Regions from separate parts of the Mus musculus genome. Here all the other regions are linked to region 3. Evidence: chromatin contacts called from public Hi-C and promoter capture Hi-C data. All regions are on one chromosome and are shown on one strand. Each heading gives the region's core, a stretch centred on a gene start, on an enhancer-like site or on the middle of the called end of the contact. The rest is flanking DNA. Distances are from core to core; before and after follow the strand shown.

The links. Promoter capture Hi-C pulls out the DNA fragments that hold promoters and counts their contacts. Hi-C and Micro-C count contacts between places; a contact is called where the count stands out from the background. Capture Hi-C pulls out chosen DNA fragments and counts their contacts.
Region 1: a contact with region 3 is called in a Hi-C map of B cells, with 9 read pairs. The contact joins the promoter of Lrig2 here to the promoter of Bcas2 in region 3. A contact is called at or near these places in 1 of 484 Hi-C or Micro-C datasets (B cells) and 1 of 9 other capture datasets (adipose tissue).
Region 2: a contact with region 3 is called in a promoter capture Hi-C map of adipose tissue, with 3 times the contacts expected there. The contact joins the promoter of St7l here to the promoter of Bcas2 in region 3. A contact is called at or near these places in 1 of 39 promoter capture datasets (erythroid cells), 1 of 115 datasets of contacts at active chromatin or transcription factors (regulatory T cell precursor) and 2 of 9 other capture datasets (adipose tissue and liver).
Region 4: a contact with region 3 is called in a promoter capture Hi-C map of pre-B cells, with 5 times the contacts expected there. The contact joins the promoter of Tafa3 here to the promoter of Bcas2 in region 3. A contact is called at or near these places in 2 of 39 promoter capture datasets (liver and pre-B cells), 2 of 115 datasets of contacts at active chromatin or transcription factors (astrocytes and microglia) and 1 of 9 other capture datasets (liver).

The regions. Positions count from the first base shown.
Region 1 is chr3:104,510,558-104,513,703 of GRCm38.p6, reverse strand. It overlaps Lrig2 (leucine-rich repeats and immunoglobulin-like domains 2), which reads left to right and starts at 1,786. Exons shown (of 18, transcript NM_001025067.2): 1 at 1,786-2,248. The coding sequence starts at 2,013.
Region 2 is chr3:104,863,158-104,866,529 of GRCm38.p6, reverse strand. St7l (suppression of tumorigenicity 7-like) reads right to left here and starts at 2,024. Exons shown (of 14, transcript NM_153091.3): 1 at 1,222-2,024. The coding sequence starts at 1,435. It overlaps Capza1 (capping protein (actin filament) muscle Z-line, alpha 1), which reads left to right and starts at 2,025. Exons shown (of 10, transcript NM_009797.3): 1 at 2,025-2,190. The coding sequence starts at 2,152.
Region 3 is chr3:103,169,544-103,172,905 of GRCm38.p6, reverse strand. It overlaps Bcas2 (breast carcinoma amplified sequence 2), which reads right to left and starts at 1,251. Exons shown (of 7, transcript NM_026602.4): 1 at 1,041-1,251; 2 at 866-958. The coding sequence starts at 1,133. It overlaps Dennd2c (DENN/MADD domain containing 2C), which reads right to left. Exons shown (of 19, transcript NM_001384113.1): 19 at 3,168-3,362.
Region 4 is chr3:104,775,817-104,779,016 of GRCm38.p6, reverse strand. Tafa3 (TAFA chemokine like family member 3) reads left to right here and starts at 1,470. Exons shown (of 7, transcript NM_183224.3): 1 at 1,470-1,840; 2 at 2,921-3,045.

The DNA.
Region 1 (3,146 bases), core at 537-3,036, 1.3 Mb before region 3:
GCAGTTAAGAGCACTGGCTGTCCCCCGCAGAAACCCAGGTTTCATCTCTGGCACCTACAGCCTTCTGTGACTCTAGTCTCAGAGGATCCCTTGCCTTCTTCTGGCCTCCTCAGGGACTACATACATGTGGTACACAGATAACTTATGTTAGCAAAACACTCACACACACTGAAAAAAAAAAATCAGGGGCTGGAGAGATGGCTAAGCTCTTGTTCCTCTTCCAGAAAGCCCTTGGAGGCCAGAAGAGGGCGTTAGAATCCTCGAAGCTGGACTTCATGCTGTCCAGTGTGTGTGTGCTGGGAACTGAACCCTGGTCCTCTGCAGGAGCATTGTGTGTTTACTGAACAGCTAAGCCATCTCTGCTGTCCCCGAAGTGTACATTTTTGATGAAGTCCAATATCTCTATCACTTTTCTGGCTTCACATTTTGCTTCAATGGTAATAAATAGTAGTTGCTGTTAGTTTTCATGGTCATGTTTACTGGGAGAAGAAGGGAGAAGAAGCTGAAGGAGACACCTTTCTAAAAGTCCTCTGCAGTAGACAAGCACACGAGGACAGTCAGAAAAGTAATTTTAACCCAAAGGCATGACATGGATGGAAATGGTGTGTGTGTGTGTGTGTGTGTGTGTGTGTGTGTGTGTGTGTGTGTAAGTGCCACAGGGTGCATATGGTGATCAGAGGACAGGGACTTGCAGGAGTCAGTTGTCTCATTCTACCATGTGGGGTCTGCGAATTCAACTTAGGTTGATACACTTGGTGGCAAAGCTATTATTGATGAAGCATCTTACCCACCCTGTTTTTCGTTTCTCCTCTTCTTTCATACAAAGCATACTATGCAGATGAGGCTGAACTGGGACTTGGGTTCTCCTGCCTCAAATTCCCAAGGAGTGCTCAGACTGCAGGCGTGCTGGTCCACACCTGGCTTGCAAAGTCTTTGAAAAGTATAGACACTATATGTCAGTGAACCATTACTGATATTTTCATTTTTACTCATTTTGTAGGTAACACACAGCGGAGAGATCACAAGGTAGCTAGATTCCGCTGTTCCCAGTAAGTCTTTTTACTTCAGGATAATTTCCTTCCAGTCTTCTTAACTTTGTTGATTGCTCAAAAACCTCAAACAGAAACCAGAAAACCCACATCCTCAAACCAACGTTTTATCTATTTGTCCCACTTGTTCTTCTGAAGATGAAACAATATTTTCCCAAATCGAGGAAAGAATTTTCTTTAGAGACAATTATTGAACTCCAGGCTACTGTAGAAGCCGGAGGTGTACTGACTAAATAGCGCCTCTGCCAATGGGAACTTGAAGTCCTTTCACAGTGACAGCGTGCCATGCTCCGGGAGAACCAACTGCCACATTTTTTCAGGGCAGGGAGTTCGGCCGCAGAGGCCGCCCTGGTTGGGCTCCGGAGACTGATGTGGTCGAAGTTAGGTTTAGATCGCGCACTTATTTGCAGCTGCTGCTTGGCATGCAGCCCTTGTGCCATTCCCTTCTGCAGGAGCCTACAGAATAGGTCTTTTTTCACTACTACTGCAGATCAACCGCAGTGAGGATTTGGCGTTTCGGGTTTCGCTTTTTCCATTCTATTTCAAGGCCCTAGTGCGCCCACAAGCGGAGGAATAGCTGCAGAACTGCAGAAGCAGCTCGGAAAAGGAGAAAGGGCCGCTGTAATGCTCGCCTCCTAGGGGGCGGGGCAATCGTAGGCCTCGCCTCTCTCAGAACCCAATTTCCGACGCAACCTCATCCCGGGGCTCCGATTGGCTGGCTGCTGAGCGTGAGTACGTTGCGTCGCGGGGCGGGGCGGACGAGCGGTGTCTGTCAGGGTTTCAGCTCTACGCCCCCGACCGCCGCCCCCTCCCCTGCGGTAGCGTCGTTTCCTCCTCTCGCCCGCTCTGAGAGGGGACAAGTGACAGCCCGGGCTCCGGGTGGCGGTTTAGCCTCCGGGCATCTCTCCTCAGCCGACTCTCTGAGCTAGCTGCTGTTCTCGAGCGGGTCCCGGCCAGGGGAAGATGGCGGCCGCGCCCCGCGGCATCTGGGAGCAGCGGCGCCTGGGCTGTGGGTTGGGACCCCTCGCACGGTTGCTCATCCTTGCGCAGGCGCTGCGGCTGCTGCCCGCTGCCCGAGCCGGCCTGTGCCCGGCGCCCTGCGCCTGCCGTCTTCCTCTGCTGGACTGCAGTCGCAGGAAGCTGCCCGCGCCCAGCTGGAGGGCACTGTCGGGCCCGCTGCCCTCCGACATCTCCAGCCTGTGAGTAGAGGGTCCCAGGGCGCGGTCGCCACCGAGTTCGGAAGGGAGCTGCCTTATTGAGATTGTGAACTTTGAATGTTAGGGTTTCCCGGTACTCGTGGGAAGATAGGGGTTAAGATCTGGGGTCTGTGACGTTCCGGGCTGGAGATGTTTAATGTTGGACTCACGGGTCCTGAGCAGCACAGCTGAGACTCTGGATGGCTGTGGGTCGGGTCCAAGTGCAAAGCCCTCTTTGGGCTGCATCATTTTTTTTTTTTTTTTTTTTTAAAATTCCAGCTTGACTGGTCCTTGGGCACGTGATGCAAACACGATCTCTCCCAAAGATACAGGATCTCTCTTTTGTCCCCAGTTCTCCCATCGGCTCATTGTATGTTTCAGTTTTGATACTTGAGTTCTTGATAGGGTTGAAAACCTCTGCATGCCTAAGGAAGATCATTGCTGATCTCTAATGTTTTGTAAGAGCAGTTATTCTTTAGTAGTCAGTTTAAAGAGGGGAAAGATTTTTTTTCCCCAAATCACGATACTTTGTCTTCACTATGTTCCTTTGAGTTAAAGAACCTTCATTTCAGATCTCTTTGTTTATGTATGAGAATCCAGTGCAGTGATCGAGTGGATTCTCTAGCTCTGACTTTAAATCCTGACAAACTTGTATTAGCTAGTGGCATTTGGAGAGCTCACTGCTCTGAGTCAGTAGGCATTAAATAGAACAGTAGGTATTAAATGCTGCAATTATGAGACTTCTTAGCCACCAACATACAGTTATGTCTCTGCCACTAACTGATCAACGTGCTTATTAATTGACTTCTAGAGTTACCTCTGAAAAAGAGTTATCACTAAAAATAGTTTTGTGATATAATTAAAATACAAAGATTGGTTAGGTTCTTAATGGAAAAAGAAT
Region 2 (3,372 bases), core at 775-3,274, 1.7 Mb before region 3:
GGATCAGGATGTCTTGGCAACATCCTGGCCTCAAAGCAACAAGAAGAAGTAGAAAAATAAATGACAAACTCGATGAATAGCACTTTAATGAGCACACAAATTACCATTAAACACTTCACCAACCTATTACAGACAAATTAGACAGTATGTGGTACCAATACTCTAAAATACAAAAAGCATTTTAGAACATTATCCTATGGTCTTTCATGTCATCTCATGAGACAGAAAAGGGAGACCACTGCCTTCTCAAAGGACAGAAAAATTAACAGTGTCACCATCTAACAGAAATATTTCACCAGGCAGTGGTGGCACACAGCCTTTAATCCCAGCACTTGGGAGGCAGACGCAGGCGGATTTCTGAGTTCGAGGCCAGCCTGGTCTACAGAGTTCCAGGACAGCCAGGGCTACACAGAGAAACCCTGTCTCGAAAAACCAAAAAGAAGGAAATATTTCCATCTTCTTCTGAGGCTGCAGCAAAAAATACTGCAATAACGCCACAAAAGATCCAGGAGTCCATCTTTTCATCCTACCTACGGCCAGGGAATAGTATTTGCAGAATCCGCACAGGTCAACACTGCTTACAAGTTTTTATCTTTGGCCCAGGCTACATGACAAACATTGTACAACTGCCGAAGGAAAATATTAAACAAACCCACCGTTGTCTGCACTTCTCTCTCCTCTCCCTTTCCTAGACTATCTTATTACTCACAATAAAAATATTACGAAAAACGTCTCTTAACCGAACTGTCTTACAATAAAAGTATGGTCCACTAAAATCATAGCATTTTCTATCGTGTATGACAGATGTGCTTATCTTGCTTTTCTGGGTGTGAGTTCTTTTAAGTTAGGCAGCTGGGAAACTCTGAGGTACGACTTTTCAAGGGGCCCTGCAAACGATAGGAATGTCTATAAACTGTGTGTACACATCTGGGAATGCTCTCTTCTGTCCTACTACCTGGAGCTTGCAGCGTGTCAGGTAGCTTTTCCTGTGGTAGCGTAGACAGAATAGAGAGGGCGAACCTTCAGCGATCTAGGGAGGGGCCGGGAAACTGCAGCACGGTTCTAACAATCAGCTGCCGGGTGGAGGTGGCCCAAGCGACAAAAATAAACCCACTGGAGCATGCAACACCAATTTCCTTCTGCAAAGCCCTCCATGTCTCCCCGAGAATCTCTGATCTTTGGCACTTGTCCCCGACTGTCCGGGAGGTTTGGGCCTCTCACCCGCTGTCACGTTGTCACACAGCCTCAGCGGGACCCTCAGAGCGTAAAGCAGCCCCAGCCCCGCCAGGAACCACAGCGTGGACCCAGAGTTCGCCAACCCGGCCTTCAGCCGCTCTTTCCAGCCCAGCGGCGGGCCCAGGCCCAAGCCAGGAACAGGTGCATGGGGACACCCCACGGCCCGCGCGGCTTCCGCGAAGTAGTCTCCGTCCGCCATCTTGCGGCTCCGGCAGGCGCCGGGACCTGGGAGGGGAGAAGGGCCGGAAACCCGGAGTCGGGAATCCTGGGATAGTGGCGGACTTGAAGCTGGCCTCTGTCTAGGCTGAGTCCTGGGGAACTGGCTGGAGATCTGGAAGGTGGCGGAGCGCGGTGGCCGACTGAGGGGCTACCTAGTCCTCTAGGAGGGCGGGGAAGCATCTGATGGTGGCGCTTATTCTTCTGGAAACGGACTCAGTGTGGCGCCGGAGGGAAGTGGTTTTTCTTCCATACGTGGTTGAGGGTAACCTGTCGCCCTGTGCCGGGGTCGGAAAAGTACTGATGTCTCAAAGAGCCGAGCAGCTCTTAGTGCCCTGGACTCGGCGGCCCAGGAGACCAACCGGATCAGAAAAACTTAGAGGTGTAGCAACTGCTCCATGACCAGAGGGAGCCCAGACGCCACGCAAGAGTCGAGGCCCGCCACCAAGCACTCCAGGACGAATGGGAAAGTGACCGGAACTCAGGGAGAAAGATGTTAAGGCTGCAAAGCCCCGAGGGGCAAGCCGACTTCCTAGAGCGCCGACTCCAGGCTGTCACACCCGCGCGGAACTGACATGGCGCCCTCTTGGCCTGAGCTTCCGGGCGGCTCCTTCCGACGGCCCCTCGGTGATTCCGCCACTCAGCTTCCTTCCCGGCCTGCCTCGCGCCGGCCCGCCGGGCTGGGCCAGAGCAGCCAAGATGGCCGACTTTGAGGATCGGGTGTCGGATGAAGAGAAGGTAAGGGGTCCGCCTCTCTCTTTTACTTCCTTCCTCGACGGGGCCCAGGGGTCCGAGCCGGCAGCAGTGAGAAACCTGGCGGTGCCCCCAGGAAGAAGAAGGTTGTTTCCCGGTGCTGGCATAGTCCCTCTGGCCCCGGGACGCTTCCTTCCTTAAAGGAGCTTTCGTCTGCCTCACGGTGGCCCCAGTCCCCCAGTCCTCAACTCTTTTCATCCTGGACAGAGCACAACCTTCTTTCAAGAGGAGACACTTTGCCTGATTGACTTTTAACTCTAGACTCTTTTCTGTAATTATAAGAGAGGAGGTGAAGGTGATGTCGGGACGTGTCAGGCAGCAGTTATTTTACCGCTTTTGGCAGTTGGGGCTCACCCCATCCCCCCATTTATAGGTATGATTGGGGTTAGTTTAGAACGAGTCACTTCCTGATCAGAGTGGCCTCCTTAACTTCCCTTTTGCTCCTCCTTCCTCAGGAAGTGATTTTGCTGTCAGGACTCCTTGTCAGGGAGGGAGAGGTCCTCTGGTGGTGTCTGTCCACCGAAATACACACCCTCTCTCATCTTTTCTCTACTACTGACGATTAAACTAATTGGATAAAAATAAATCAGTAAACCTCAAGGGATTTGCTTAAGAATTTGACCAGCACCTTTATTCCTGCCTATGCTCTCTTGTGTGAACGTTTAGCCCCAAGGTGACTCCGTCCCTTCTGTCTTAATCTTAACTATAATTTTTTTCAAAGTCTTTTGTTTTGTTTTGTTTTTTTAACTTCCTGTTAAGCAGTGAGAAATAGCCAGACGACTTTTTTTTCAACTCCAGAAAGGTTAAATGGGTCGTAAATAAACCTCACATTTAACACATTCGGTTTGGATGAAACACCCAACCTTTTTTGATGACCTACTATGGTGCTTTATAGCTGGGTATGTCAAGAGTGTCGTTTGTGTACATAGATCTTTAAAAGTGTTTTAAATACCAGGGTGTATTCCAAATTTGATAGTATAACTTTTTCTGACAACGTACATTTGCTAAACTGTCCAAAAAGGAAAGTACTTAGTTCTTCCATAAACACAGACTCTTAGGGCTGCTACAAGTTAGAATGGTCTCATTAGCTAACTTAGGGACAAGAATATGTCTTTTGTTTCCTGCAGTGACTGTTACAAAGTATGTGCTCTCCAATGTTCTATAAAA
Region 3 (3,362 bases), core at 2-2,501:
CCAGCCCCACGTCACGTTGTAATTCACAACACACAACAGTCTTGAATCATTTCAGGAAGTCTCCGCTGCTGCATGACGAACTGACACAGTGTAAACTGTTTGGGTACAGTGTAAATGGTGAAGTCACATGATGTAACATGGACCAGAGCTTAGATCTGGGACTTGAGTTTTCAATTAATTTCTGGGTTAGTACTTTTTACTCTTGCCAAATTTCTTGCAGCTCCCACATCAGTTATGAAACCCCCACTGAGGAGTCACAACCCAGTTTAAAAACCTGGCATCTAGATCCGAAGTATCACACATCCCTGCGCATGGAGCAGTCTCCTTTCAGCCTGAAAGTGCTTCTAACAACATCTAAGTGGTGTTTTTTGGTTGCACTTGTAGAATAACCACTTAAAAACAGCATGCAGTTAGACATGCTTGTTCAGGCATTCATACACCTGTTAACTATCTGAGACTTGGTACAAAAGAATCTCCCTCCAGGGGTGGCAAAGAGTACAGGTACTTAAGATTATAAATATTAAAATCTCGTGAGTGATACCTGTTCTTGAGTGGACCTTAGAGAATAAAGGGCCCTTTTGTGAAATGTACCATGACTCTTCTACACACACACACACACACACACGGAGGTGCACACTATTAAACAAATCTGCAGAAACTAATGGAGCATTTCGCAGGTTCTTGTAGTACGAAGCCCGTGACATGCGCATCTGGCGGTTTCAAACCGACTCACACCTACATGGCACTCAGTACGAGCTGCAGGCACCAGCTAACTTGGAAGGTGGAGTTCACTTTACACAGCTAAAGCCCTCACTCCCGTATCAAAGTCCGCAAGCCTCCTGGCTTACTTCAAAGGCACACTTACTTCAAAGGCAGAATAATCCGGGGCCGTCAGGTAGCTCAGGTAGTTCTTGGTAGGTCGGTATCTGCGCGTCTCCTCCTCCACCAGGGCCGCCGCCTAAGAACGAGAACAGGCCAGGGTCGCGGCGGGAAAGGGCGGCGTGCCTTCGGCGGACCCGCCGCACATGACCCGCACTCACCGCTTCCCGCACGCCGGGTGCCTCATAGCCTTGGTCAAAATATGGTAGCGCATCTACCACCACCTCTCCGGCTACCAAGCCCGTGCCCGCCATCGCGCGGCACTAGGCTTCAAGAGCGCCTTCTGAGTCTGCGCAGCCTCGGTTCTAATTCCACTGCGCCTGCGCCTGGAATGACGTCACACACGCCGCTGCCTTTGGGGCTTCGATTCGGGCGCACGCGCAGTTGGTAATTATAGCCACTAGGCTCTAAGCCTAAGCATCACGTGCTGGCGTGCCGGGGTGCCTTTCTTTGTATGGGTGCCGTTTTTTTTTTTTTTTTTTTTGAAGGAGTGGGTAGGGCAGACTTCGGAAGAGGTGGTTGCTGGACTTGGCTGGAGGGGAGAAATATATTTTCCACATCCTTTAACCTTCCATTGTTTAGACTCACATAGTGCTGGGCTTCTAGCGCTCCCTTGCTTTATCCTCATTTCGCAGCCGGTCCCTTAAGAATGTTCTTTTATAGAAACTAGAAATGTGCGCCTATTTTCCAATTAAATTTTTAGATCCAACAACCTGAGGGGTGCGGCTCAATGGCAAAACCAGGTCAGTCCGCAGCACTGCAAACACCTCATCCCTTCCATGACTGTAATTATAACTATAAAATGCCTCATTTTAGAAGCTCTGCCTTGGAGTGGAGGCAACTCAGGGGAGAGCTAGAAGCCCAGAAAAAGGGAAACTCACAGGAATATGCTAGGGTGACCATAAGACTTGAAGCAACAGGGGATATAGGACCTGAAATGGCCACCTCCTGGAACCAGGCAAGACTTCCAATGGATTGATGGGGACACCAATCTACCCACAAAACCAAAATTTGTCCTGCTTACAAGATGTGTGGGGATAAAGATGGACTAGAAACTGAGGGGATGATCAAGGCCCAACTTGAGACTCATCCCATGAGAGCAAGCCCACCCCTGACACTATTAATGTTTTGCTACACTTCCAGACAGGAGAGGCTTCGCCCAACAGCTGCTGGAAACAGATGGAAAGATCCACAGCCAAACATTAGGCAGAGCTCTGGGAATCTTGTGGAAGAAGGGGAGGAAGGAATGAAGGAACCAGAAGGGTCAAGGACACCACAAAAAAAGCCATACAGAATCAACTAACCTGGTCCCGCAGGGGTTCACAGAGACTGATCCACCAACCAAAGAGGCTGCAATGGACAGTCCTGGATCCTTACACACATGTAACAGATATGCAGCTTCTGTGGGACCCCTAACAGCTGGAGCAGGGGCTGTCTCTGACTCTGCCTTTGGACCCCCTTCCCCTAACTGGGCAGCCTTGTCTAGCCTCAACAGAAGATAGGCCTAGTCTTACTGCAACTTGCTATGCCAAGGCTGATATCCACGGGAGGCCTCCCCTTCTCTGAGGAGAAAGGGAGAAGATGGGGAAAGGAGAGAAGAGAGGGAGTAGGAGGATAGGTGGGAGGGAAGGCTGTGATCAGATAAAATAATGAGAAAATCTTGCTATTTTTTGTCTTTAGGGCCTATACAAAACCCAATCATTTTTGCCTTTAGGATTTGTGGTAATAAAATATTACTCCACGTTGCCTCTCAACCCCTCAGGCTGTAGTTAGCATACATTCTTTGTAAAATATCTTCCAGACTAAGAGGTAATGAAAAAAAGATTGTGAGACTATATAAGCTATCCAGTGTACGTTCAACCAAGAGCTTTGGAAAAGTTGATCTCGGTTATAATCCTGGTTAGTCTAAGCTGGATTTGAGTATTTACGAATTTACATTGTGTAAATGTGCTGTTTATGGGTTTATGTAAAGTGTGTGTGTTGTGATTTGATAACTGCCTCTCATACATAGGCTTAGGGATTTGAACACTCAGTCCCCAGCTGGTGGCGCTGTTGCAGAGGTTTAGTTACTTTTGCTCTCTGCTTTCAAGTTGCCCTTTGAAAATGTGAACTCTCCCGCTACTGCCTTCATGCTTCTCCACCTGAATTAACTCTCAGCCCTGGAATGTAAGCCAAGGCAAATGTTCTTCTTTAAGTTGCTTGGTCAATGTTCTATCACTGCAATAGAAAAGTAACCACTACACATCTTATGTGCATTTGTTTTAAATTCTCCAAGAGATCTGTGGGAATTTTTTTAAAATGCCTTTATCTGTAAACATTTGATAGAAATATTGAACAATTCTTTTTACAAACGTATTTAGAATTCACAACATTTACAAAAACAAATTACAACAAACTCAAGGAAAGGAAGCAGCTTTAGATCTTAAGAAGGTTAAGACTCTCCCAAAAGCAGTCTCCCTGCAGAGGGACAGTCATGATTGACC
Region 4 (3,200 bases), core at 221-2,720, 1.6 Mb before region 3:
AGCCAAGGCTACATAATGAGACTTGGTCTTAAAGAGGTAGGGGGAATGGCTTAGCAGGCAAAAGTGCCAAGCCTGATAACCTGAATTCAATTCTCAGCACCCTGGAAAGAGAGATCCAGAGAGAGGGAGCGCCCCGTCCCGGGCTGTATGCTCAGGATCCAGAAGCAGGGTCCTTCTTTGTTTCCCCCACACTATTACGTTCCCAAACCTTCCTTACTCTAACAGGTACATACACCTCTGCTGGGAAGAGGCAGAGTCACAGCACACTTCTACCCTCAAGTGTTTAATGAGCCCAAAACATGAACCTGTCGTATTTTTGTTGTTGGGACTATTGACTGTCTTTCTGATGAAGATACTAGAAACCTCAGATTTGGTTTCCAAGGTGAGAGTCACACCCATTATCCACAGGGCCATTCATGCCTGGTGAAACCTTGCAGCCTGGTTCTCCACCCCGGTACTACCCTTGGTCCTCCCACGCAGGAGGGCAGCACTTCTGTGCTGGAAGTATATTTTTTTAAATATTTATTTATTTATTTTATGTATATGTGTACACTGCAGCTGTACAGATGGTTGTGAGCCATCGTGTGGTTGCTGAGCCATCTCTCCAGCCCGTTGAAAGTATTTACTATCCTTCCCGGGTGGCAGCCGGGAACCCCTGTGGTAAAACAAACAAACAAACAAACAAAACAAAACAAAGAAAAAAAAACCAAAAACTATGCAACTTGAGAATCTTCTAATACAGTGGTCTGCTTTTAGTGCCTGGGAAGCACCTTAAATAACACTTGATTGTACTAACAAAGAACTGGATTTTATACACACACACACACACACACACACACACACACCACCTCCTTTTCTCTTTCTTTCCTTTGAAGATGTGGTCTGGCTAAGTAGCCATTAGCAGGTCTGGAACCTTGTGTAAACCATACAGACCAAACTTCCTCAAACTTTCAGGCAATCTTACCTTCCCATCTCCCTACCCCTGCTGTGCTTTTCTTTCTTTGTTTGGGTTTAGAAGGTTGTTCGGTTTGGTTTGAGTTTTATTGTTGTTTGTATGTATGTATGCTTGTTTGTTTGTTTTTTTTGTTTGTTTTAGATAGGGTCTCACACTTAACCCCTGCCTTGTCTCCGAAATTCTGGATTACAGGTGTGAAACCCTGTCCGAGGTCTGAAGAACTGAATTGTAAGATTTAATGAGCTCGGATTTAAGTAACAGCCTACTGCTGGTCTAAATGAATACTACTCCCAGATGCAACGCCTATCCCCATCCCAAAATACCACCTACCTCCTTGAACTACTAGACTAGGGGCCACATTCCTGAAAGTTTTAGTGACCTGCTATAATTGATGTGTTTTGCTCAAGGAACTGTCCCTGAAAAGAGAGTCGGTGGGCTTCTATTCCTGACTTGCTGTGCGCCACAAGAGGCCGCTGCGGGCCAGCTGTGCCCAGGTTCCCCGCAGAGCACCCCCACACAGTTTCGAAGAAGCCGGCGGTGCCCGCAAAGGCTGGAGTAGCGAGAACGACTCCCAGTCTAGCGGCTGCGCGCTCCTCAACCTGCAGACCGAAAGCTCGGGAGGACCCGGCCTAGCCCCGCAGAACTGGTGGGTGCTGGACCAGAGCATCTAGGTGCTCTAAGCCGGAGACTCCAGCTTAGCCAGAGCCCCTGCTCTCCTCGGGCGCAACAACTTTGACGATCTATCGCGGACAGAGCTCAAAACCAGACAACACCTAAGCTGGCCACTCCCTCGAAGAGCCCGATTTGGAGAGTCTAGATGCCAAGCTCAGAAGCAGCGAGGACCTCAGGCCAGAAAGTTGAACCCGGGCCACTGCTGTGAAGCAGGTGGGTACCAGGAGTAAGAATAAATGCTAGAGGGAACAGAAGTAAGCAAAAGCAAGATTTAAGGTTCTTGTTGACCTCTTGTTGCTATGGAGGCTGCTCTCCCAGCCCCATCTTAGCCTGAATTAAGGATTGGGGAAACAGCTCAAGGAAACTGAGGCAGACTATGGATGCTGACGAACAAATCCCAGAAACTCCCTTCTCCTGTACCTTTCCAGGAGGGAATGAATAGAACGCCAGAGAGCCCAAGTCTCCCATCTTCTCCAGGTTCTCTGAGCACTGGAATACCTAGGAGAAATGTGTGTGTTGGATCAGACACGGTTAGAACTCAACCAGAAATAGGATGTCCCCAAGAAAAGAACGAATGGCATTTGCAATGGTCAAAATGAGGGTTCCTGGCATAGCCTGAGAAAGAAGACTTATGAGAAAGGAGGTTCATCTAGAAGTGTGGGGACACACCCATGCCCAGGGGACTGGCCCCACACACCTTCCACCCCCACCTGCATTCCCCTCGATAGGCCCTCCCTCAGATCACCAGCAATGTGCTTCAGTTTGACTTCTCACTGGGGACTGAATGAGGAAAGGCCTTTGGCAGAGAGTGGAGAAGCTCTTGTGGGCTGTGCACGGAAGCAGAGACCTGTTGCCGTGCAAGGCTAGCCCTCTGAGGTGGGGCTGAGACACAGCAGCAGAATTCAGCCAGTTTCAGAAGAGTCCAGGAAGCAAGGCTCAGGATGGGTTGGTTAGAGGTGGAGGGAGACACAGAACTGGGAGACCTGGGGCTTCTTCCCCAGCGGTCTCTTCTGGGACAAAGCTGGCAGACTCCACCCCCTTTTCTGACCTTAGCTCTATCCCAAGACCAGAAAGATGACAGCACCGATTCTTAGACCCTCCCACCCCTGCTTCACTCCTAGGAAAAAGAAAGCCTATTCACTCGTCTCAGGGTCACTGCCCCCACTGCTCTGTAGTCTGAGGGAGGAGGGTAGGGGAGCAAGGGCAGATTCCCAGAGCAGAAATGGCTGCCTTTGCCTTGGGACAGCCTAAGCTGGAGTTCCTCATCCTCCCTTTCTCTTACTCTCTTCCAAGCTTCCTCTTAGCCCCTCCAGGGGTCTGGTCTCTCTCCATTCTGAACAACCGCCATATTGTTCATCAGATGGAACAAGTCTGAGACCAGCAGATGAACAGGCAGAGGCCTGAAGACCCCAGGAACAGTAAGTGAGACATCTGGAGATGAGAATTGAGGAGAAGACTGCCCCTCCAAGGGAGCAGCTGTTTCCTTCTTTTTGGCCCCTGGTATTCCTAGAACTGTGCTGTCAATTGCTGGGGACAGTGACCAGGCTAACCCGTGGCCTCCTGGGGCTCTTCC